Regions from separate parts of the Mus musculus genome. Here region 2 is linked to region 1. Evidence: chromatin contacts called from public promoter capture Hi-C data. All regions are on one chromosome and are shown on one strand. Each heading gives the region's core, a stretch centred on a gene start, on an enhancer-like site or on the middle of the called end of the contact. The rest is flanking DNA. Distances are from core to core; before and after follow the strand shown.

Region 1 (4,465 bases), core at 1,024-3,523:
GAAGTCAATCACAGTTTGCCCTCAAAGCAAACAATTTTTTTATTTTAGAAAGTTGATGAGATATTTTACCCTTTAAGATCAAGAAGAGAGGCTGGAAAGATGGCTCAGTGGTGGTTAAGAGCACTGCTATTACAGGAGACCCTGATTTAACTCCCAGCACCCACACTGGGTGGCTCACCACTGTAAATAACTCCTGTACCAGAGAGATCCAAAGGCATCTGCGGACACCTGCATTCGTGGGTATATCTTCTCTATACATAATTTAAAATAAAATTTAAAAAGATGAAAAGAAAAAAGAGAAACAAAGACTTACTATTGAATAAACAAGATACAAGCAGGTCTGATGGCATAACATACCTTTAATCCTACACTTGGGAGGTAGAGGCAGGCTGAGTTCTATGAATATGACATCAGCCTGGTCTAGTACCAGACTAACCAGGGCTATATGGTAAGACCCTGACTCAAACCTTTCCCCTACCCAACACAAACAAACAAAAACCCACTACTGCCACCACCACCACCAAAAACAAAAAAACATTCTTTCATTCTGGGACAGTTTTGAGTGTGGCAGCAAACGGCTCCTGACTAGAAATGGACACATTATTGTACAAAAGATCTTTTGGGGAAACCACTGGGGGCCATGCTAGGCTCCTACTTTTCTCATCTGGATGCCAGGATATGTCATTGGAAGATGAAAAGAGGGGGAAGCGGAGGAGTGGAAGAAGAGGAAGAGGCATTTACAGTTTTCACACTTGCTCTTATTCTGTAGGCTCTGTTCTTACAGAATGTTCTAGACCATGGTGACATCGGCCACAGCTGTGTGACTCCACTTGACAAACCACCACCAAAGGTCAAATCAGAGAGTAGCCCCTCATCTCTGTTTTACAAAGCTGCTGTCCCACTGCTGTGTCCTCCCCTGAGTCCACCTGACCTGAGAATCATCTGAGGTGAGTGGCCCGAGTGGCCATGTGGAGACTTGCAACTGATAATCACTCCCATTGGATAATCAAGTAAACTGAGGCAGCAGAAAGACTCAATAACTTGCCCAGGACCTTGAAGCTTGAAGGATGCTGAGCTGGGATTTGAGTCAGGAATTTGAGTCTAGCTCGAGAATACTTAAACACTCTACTCTTGCTTGACATGTCGTTGGGTGTGTCAACTTCACTGAAGTGTAATGTAAAGAACACACACAAAATGCCCAAATCAAAAGCGCCCAACTCAGTGATTGTTCACAGTAAGCACACCTGTGTACTAGCACGAAGATCAAAGACCAGCACATTGCCAGCCCCACAGGACCTTCAGCCACTCCCTATTTCTTCCATTTATTTATTTTTAACTTTTACTTATTTAATTGGTTATATATACATGAGAGTGCAGGAATGCACAGGCTTCAGCATGTGTGGAGGTCACAGTGTCACTTGGAGAGTTGGCTGTGGGACCTGGGAACCAAACTCAGGTCACTGTGCCTGTTTGCTATTGCTGATACCTGCTGAGCCACTTTCCCTGCCCTGTTAATTTACTTTGGGGTTTGTAGGGACATGCATATGGAGATTAGAGAACAAGTTTTCAAAAGTCAGGTCACTCCTTTTACTTTGTCTTCGAAGCAAGGTTTGTGCGTACCTACCTCTTGATCCTGCAGTTCCACTTCCTCGAGGCTACCTGGCCTTTGAGCTCCAGTTTCCATTTTGAAGTAGGACTACTGTGGTTACAGACGGCAGCCACTCTTCTGGCCTGAGCTGCCACATCTGACTTCTACATGGATCCTGGGGATTGGACACATACCAACAAGCTCACATGGAAAGTGCTTTGACCTACTTAGCCATCCTTCTTACTATCTCTCTTCCATTTTTAATCACACATATTTCAAGCATCATTAGGACTTGGAGGATTTTTTTTTTGTTTGTTCGCATGCTTGCTTTTTTCTTTGTTTTGTTTTTTTTGGTTTGGTTTTGTTTTGACACAGTTTATTATGTTGTTTAGGCCAGTCTTGAACTACAGACTCAAGTGATCATCTGCTTCAGCCTGCCAAATACGTTGATTATAAGACGTTGTCACTATGCCTGGCTTTTTTGAAGCCTGCTGATAATGTGTAACATATTCTATCTTGAAAATAGCGTGTTGAGGAGGAACTCCAGTATTGCCAAATTCTCACTGCCAATATAAGGTGAAGCCCTAATCTTTCCTTAAGCCCCACCCCTCTAGGACTACAACTCCCAGGAGGCTGTGCTCTGGCGGCTCTCGGATTTAAGTAAGATTCTGGGCATTGCTTAAGCCAGCCAGTTGCTGAGTGTCCCAGAGTGAGAGGAACCAAGAACCAACAGAAGCTGCCAGGAATTGGAGCCAGAGAAGGATCCTCGGGCTAGGTTGAGGGTGGGAAGCAGCAACTAAGAAAGTTGACAAGATGCTGTTTATCTTGGTACTGCTTACGTCCTTCCTCTCCATCTTGTATCTGACAGCTCCATCCATCAGGTTTGTTTTAATCCAGCAACTCAAAGATACTTTACGAAGATGGTTTTGACTTCTAAAAGAAGAAGGAGGGAAGGTGGCGGAGGCGAGATTAGTACATTAAAAACAGGAAAGGAGGGGTTCTGGATGCCTCTGCAGAAAACGAGAAGGAAGCACCTGGGTGGGAGGAGGTGGGGCTGATTTGAATTCGGATGCCGAGGAAGGAGGAAGGCGGAGTAGATGAGTCCTGTGGCACTTTCCTCTGATTCCTTTAGGTTTCTCTGACACTTTCCTTTTCTTTTCTGTCCCTAGATGAGGTGAGTGTCATGGGGACTTCATCGTTAAGGGACTCCTTGTCAAGTCTTAGGCACTCTGGAAAGGAAGCAAACTCTCTTCCCTTGATACTTCTCTCAAGAAGTGTTTTGGAAATGATTCACTGGGGATTTGTGGAGGTGCCAAGAAATGGCTATTCTATGTGGGGGCTTTAAATTTTGTTGATGATTAGAAAGGTTAGGAGCCAGGTGTGGTTGTACGTGCCTTTAATCCGAGCACTCAGGAAGCAGAAGCAGAAAGAACTCTGAATTAGAGGACAGACTGATCTACAGAGCGAGTTCCAGGGCAGCCAGGGCTATACAGAGAGACCCTGTCTTGAACCTTTGCCCCCTGACCTGACCCCACCCCCACCCCAAAGGAAGGTTAGATAGGCATACTGAGGACAGAGTGTCAAAGTGTCATACTTGGTCCCGGCCACCCTTAGAAATGACTTAAACATCTTTGGGCTTCAGAGGTTTTTTTTGTTTGCTTGTGTGTGTTTGTTTTTGTAATATAGAAGTAATACTGAAATGGCAGGGGAAATTAATATAAATGGCATATGGAAAGATAATATGTATGGAAAATGTGGAAAGATAGTGAGTGCAGAAACTATTTAGCATGGAGGTAGACTGGGTGCAGAAAGTGTTTAAACCTAGACAGAAAATGTATAGAAAATCAAGCCTGGGATAGACCTCATGAGTGTAGAAAAGTGTCTAGCCTAGTCTAAATATTGGGTGTAGAAAGTCTAGCCTAGGCTAGACAGTGCATGTAGAAAATATCAAGAAAAGACAGTGTATAGAAAGTGTCTAGCTCAGTGTCTGCCATCCAGTGATGTTCAGGAAGTATTCTAGACTCTCTGGTCTTGTTTTCAACAAGAAAGCTTTCTCTGTGTGCCAATGGCCTAAATAAAATCCATAATAAAGTGCCAGAAAGTCACTCAGGATGCTCTCTCTCTAAACAAAAAAGACAACTGAGAGGGAAGTAGTTAATGTGTCAACCCAGATGCTATCTGCTAGTTCCTATAGTAACTATTGGAGCCATAGGGCTCAGGACCATTGAGTCCTCTAATGTGTATCACCCATGTGATTCCAATGTGGGTCAGAGGAGGAAGCTGACCCGTGGAAGTCTAGAGATTAGACTGATAGCGTTTTTATCTGACAAGGAATGTCTCCATTGGCCCTGGCTCAGGAGCATTTTCTCTGCTTGCTCAGGTGACTATTTTTAGCTTCTGGACACATGACCTTTCAATTCTTGTCTATGAGCTGGCCACTACCTTGCCCAACCAAAAAGTGGTCCATGCAAATTAATTTCTAACGATGATAAAGTCTTATTTATAACTCCAAGTTAAAGGCCTCCCTCTTTGGGTTTATGTGGCCTTTTTCTTTAATGCATCTCAGCGTGACTTTGGGGAAATGGTGGATGATTTTCCTTCCTTTGGCGACAGGAAGTTCTTTGCTGGTGGAGTTTGTACAACAAATGTCCAGATCCCAGGGAAGGTAGTGGTCATCACAGGTGCCAACACAGGCATTGGCAAGGAGACAGCCAGAGAGCTTGCTCGAAGAGGTGAGTCCTTTCCTTCGGTCTCTGCGGGGCCACACTTTCTGCTCTCTTCACTCAGGTTCTGCCTGGATTTCCTTCTTTCTTCCTGGCCTTGAAGGCTCTGAAGGGAATTCAGGGAAACTGGAATCCAAGCCCAATCCAAGTCCAA
Region 2 (4,465 bases), core at 913-3,412, 1.0 Mb after region 1:
TGACTGTCTGAAAGGGCTTGTATCAAGAGGCTGAAAAAACAGGGGCCAACCACCTGCTGGTTACAGCAGCCTCTGAGAGAGCAGGAATCAGGACAGAGGAGCCTGCTGTTAAAGAAACAGATGGTGCTCAGCTCCTGGGGAAGCTAGGAAGTTTTGCATTAGTGTATCTAACTCACTGGCCAAAAATGTGTCATATGGCTAACCTTGAGAGAGGAAAAGCCGGGGATAAAGTGAATGGAAGGAAGTGGGGACAGCAGCAAACTGGGGGAGGGGTTGTCCCCACTAATCCCTGGGGTGCCCAGGAGGGTGTGAGCCCCTTTCTCAAGTCTAAGGCTAAAGAAGAGGGGAAGGCAGGCAGAGGGTGGGGACCTGGTCCCCAAGAACTCTTCTCTCAACAGAAGATACTGAAACTTCAAGTTATCTATATAGTTTCAGTCTTCCCCAGAACTGTGTGGCGGCCAAGCTAGACATGATGTGTCCTTGGGGACCCAGCTGGCCAGCCCACTGGCCTTTACAGGACAGCTACCGTGATACGCCCAGTCAGGGGGAGAAGAGAATGGAGTGTCTAAGGCCTTCTGTTGACTTGCCAACTCCACCTGTGGGCACAAAGGACCTCATGCCATGGGCACACACAGGGAGATGCCAAGACCCAACTCTCCACCCAACTTCCTAGCAACATTATTCACCGTAGCCAAGATACGGAAATAACCCAAACATCTGTGAACACGTGAACAGATAAGGAGAATGTATTAAAACACACAATGGAGTATTATCCAGCCCTAAAAAGTTAATTCTGACACAGGATTCTACTGGGACAAGCCTGAAGTGAAGCAAACCAATCAGAAAAGGGCAAACAAAAAACAGGTCCACTTCTACGAGGTACCAAAACCATTTCAAATGAGTATACTTCAGAACCCTGAGTTAGACCAACACATGACCTCTTCCTCCCCGCCAGCTCCAAAAAAATGGACTAAGACCTCCCAAGACAGGGGGAGTTAGGGACAGCTACACCGCCTCAGGCCCTGCCTTGCCCTCTGCTCTAACAGACGGGCAGAAGGGAAGTTCCTCTCCCATAGCCAGAAGAGAAGCAAACTGGGGGCCCCTCTCCAGGTCCTGACTCCAGGGTGACTCAGGCTCCAGTTTCTCAAGAAGGAAGTGAGCCACTCCAGTCTGCCTTTTTTTCCCTTTTAGGAAGACACAAGAGAATGATTCAACTTAATCCTGGAGGCCTAAATTCCACTTCACTCCACTTGCACTGGAGATATCACACCCCACACACCATCCTCCAGGACAGGAAGTCAAAAGGACAGGACACAGCCTTCCCTCTCTACCTCAGTCCCAGCGTCCTACACTCAGCTCCTAACACTGGAAGAGACATCAGCAAGGTCTGAACTCACTCTGTTTTGGCTGCTCTGATGGTCTCAGTCTCCTCATCGGTAACTTAAAGGGATGGGACAGAGGCAGCTCTGAGCTTCTAGGTCTCTGGAGGAGCTGGGTGATTAATCTGGGGCTGAGAAAAGACAGGAGAACACAGGATGTGGCTTTGGAACCAGGCAAGCTTTAGTACAGACTCATGCCTGGCACCCCTCCAGAAGCACGGGTTCCAACTGGAACACCTGTATCACCCCCCCCCACCCCACCCCCACCCCCAAGTCAGGCAATCTCATCACTCACTCAATAGCTCCCACAGGCTACTGTTGGAGGACAGCCTCTGAGATGGACACAGCCTGGTGAAACTTCTCCATGGACCTTTAAGACCCTGGAGACCCTTTAAGACCCTATCTCTTGTCCCCAGAGCCTGTGCTTGGGCGCCTGGAAGGCTGAGAGTCAAGTAGGTAATTTGAACAACAAAGCAAAAGAGAGCCCAGTAGAGCTACAGGGAGCATAAAGGACATTGGAGTCCAGAGTCTGGTTTGAATCCTGAGTTTGACACTAGCTTGCTGTGAGACTTTGGAAGAGCTCGGTCATTTGTCCGGCCCTCTATTTTTCTACTGGCAGAGGGGACGGACTTTGGGGGCCCTCTGACAGTCCACATAGGGAATCACAGGAGGAAGGCCTGCTGGAGCCACCCTGCAGCTTCCTGTGGCCCCTGCTTCGACCTAATAGTGGCTGACCCGCCCAGGGCCGGCAGACGGCAGACTGCAGACAAATGAGCTGACAGGCAGCCAACTCCAGGGAGTGCTGAGGCACGAGGGACACAGCTTCAGCCTGGCAAAGTCCAGCTGCTGGAGGCTGTCTGAAGGCAAACATCCTGCTTTAATGGCAGAGATGAAAATAGTATGGCCGTTTTCTCAGAGTTGGAACCAGCTGGCTGAGATGGGGTCAGGGGACAAGACAGTGGCTATGTGCTTTGTCTTTTAGCTGCAAAGCCTGGTGCTGGATAACGGTATCCCTTTCAACACCCACCCCCCAGCTCCCCACCCCCACCCATCTCTGCCGGATTTTAACCATAAACACAGCCTTTTTTTTTCTAAAGGAAGGGCTTAACACAAACCAGATGCTTCGGGACTTTTCCCCAGCCCCCTCTCTGGCCCTAAAATTAAACACTCAGTATGGCCTCTGCCAAAATTCACTAGAAGGTCCAGCCTTAAAGAGCCAGAGCCTCCGGTTCTCACCCTTGCACACTCTTAATAATATCCCCACCTAAACAAGATGTCAAAGTCCTCCCAACGCTGAGCATGGTGGCCTCCTGAGTGCCTAACAGGGGCGACCAGCATAAAGGGACAAACAGGACAACCTGGGCATGGGAAGGCTGCCCTAGCAGGGGTTTTGCAGAAGGAGCCGAGCCTGCCCATCAGCTCTGTCCCAAAAGGCTCTGGACACAGCAAGAAGAGTTATTAGTCTTCTTGGACTTAGGTCCTAGGGTCTAGGAAAGAGGGCGGATGACAGACATCTCAGTCAACCTTGAGCTCACAGTGGTGGGGCGGTCTGAGCAGGTCTGTTCCATGCCAACTGGAATCTGCTGCCCTTCTGAGGTTTTTCTGGGTGATGGGTTCATTGTGCAGGGTAATCTGGTCACTCCCACCTTCTCGAACCATGTCTTACGCATGTCTGACCCTCTGTGACAAGTCTGTACACTTCAAAGAGTTCATACCTAATGTTAAGAATAAATGAATTTTCCAAGCTGTTTCTACCCAAGAGGCCACCAGCCGCAGAGTCCAAGGCAGTAGCAGGAAATTAGCTGAAGAATAAGTTTCCAATTCCTTTTCTGTGCTGTGGCTCTCGTCTCCCCTGAGAAGTTCCCTGGACACAGAGGCAGCCAGGGTGTGCATTTCTTCTTGTAACTCCCCAACACAAGCCCTAGTCCCTCGCAGTGCACCATCAGGGGGTATCCTGGTAGACTGTACCTCCTGAGCTGCCCTCGCAGGGCTTGTCTACAAAGGCAGTTTGAGGCTGTGCCAGCAAACACAGCTGCTGTCTGACCCCCAGTCCCACGGTAGTGAGGAAGCTGCAAGTTCAGAACCAACTTAATCTTCCCCCACCCCCCTCCAACCCGTCATGTTGCCATAAGGAAGCCAGAACTACCACGACAGAGACATCTAGGACAGAAGTTGACTAAATAGGAACTAGAGGAACAGAAGTCACAAAGGTGGTTTAGGGAACCAAGCAAGGCAGGATGCAGAGTCAAAAAGCCCTTACTCCACAGGAAACCAAACAACAGATCTGAGCAGGTCAGTGAAGGACAGTTAGCTGTTTCTGCTAAGCAGGGGGACAGCACAGGCTGTGAGGGATCCATGAGCAGTGTTGGTTATCTGCCAGGTAAACATGCCCAAGAATCCCCAGGATGACTGACATCCATCAGGGCAGGTTCCCCTGCAGACACTGCAGTACCCTTTTAAAGTAGCCTTGGAGATTTGTCTAATAGGCCACCAGCTCCAGACCCAGCAAGACCGACCACATGGAAAGCAACCACATCCCCTCTCCTTTCTTTCACTCTTAGTAGTGGGGGGTGGGGCTCAGGGTCCAGAGGGAATACTTCATTCCCATTTGGGGACAGCTAGAATTCAGGATCTGAGCCACAAAGAGAGAAGGCTCCACCGGCATGCACTGGAGATAGGGAAAGTTATGAGTAAAGGAGCTGAGTGTGCTGAGCTTAACTGATCCCATATTCACACTAAAGGAGTACTATCCTCTGCCAAATTCTGTAGCTTTATCTTTAAAAAAAAAAAAAATGACATGGGATACTTATTAGAAACACATACCTGAGCTCTGACAGGGCCATGTGGTTCATAGGCCTGGACAGTGCCCAGGAAGCCCACAGATCACTCTTTAAAGAATACAGTCCTGAAGTGAGACTCCGCTCTTGGGTGACAGAGAACGGCCACAATATAATCAACAGTATATACCTACAGACAAACTGTGGTCACTGAAAATGGGTGACTGTGTAGCTAAGGATGAGACGGGAGGCCCTTTACTATAGTTACAAAGCAACATCTTCACCGGCCCCCACCAAAAGCCATTCTAT

Evidence for each region. Promoter capture Hi-C pulls out the DNA fragments that hold promoters and counts their contacts.
Region 2: a promoter capture Hi-C map of neutrophils shows a contact between it and region 1, with 6 times the contacts expected there. The contact joins the enhancer-like site here to the promoter of Rdh12 in region 1. A contact is called at or near these places in 4 of 39 promoter capture datasets (3T3-L1-derived adipocytes, the C10 cell line, neutrophils and 1 more) and 1 of 115 datasets of contacts at active chromatin or transcription factors (large pre-B cells).

What each region holds. Positions count from the first base shown.
Region 1 is chr12:79,206,640-79,211,104 of GRCm38.p6, forward strand. It overlaps Rdh12 (retinol dehydrogenase 12), which reads left to right and starts at 2,274. Exons shown (of 7, transcript NM_030017.4): 1 at 2,274-2,469; 2 at 4,202-4,320. The coding sequence starts at 2,402.
Region 2 is chr12:80,228,054-80,232,518 of GRCm38.p6, forward strand. All of the region lies in intron 1 of Actn1 (actinin, alpha 1), which reads right to left. Among named protein-coding and RNA genes, the nearest start is that of Actn1, 30 kb to the right of the region's middle. Within about 2 kb of position 2,163, at least 219 of the 459 cell types and tissues checked have an H3K27ac peak or open chromatin away from gene starts, as enhancers often do. A contact at or near this core is called in 3T3-L1-derived adipocytes and neutrophils, where this site is marked.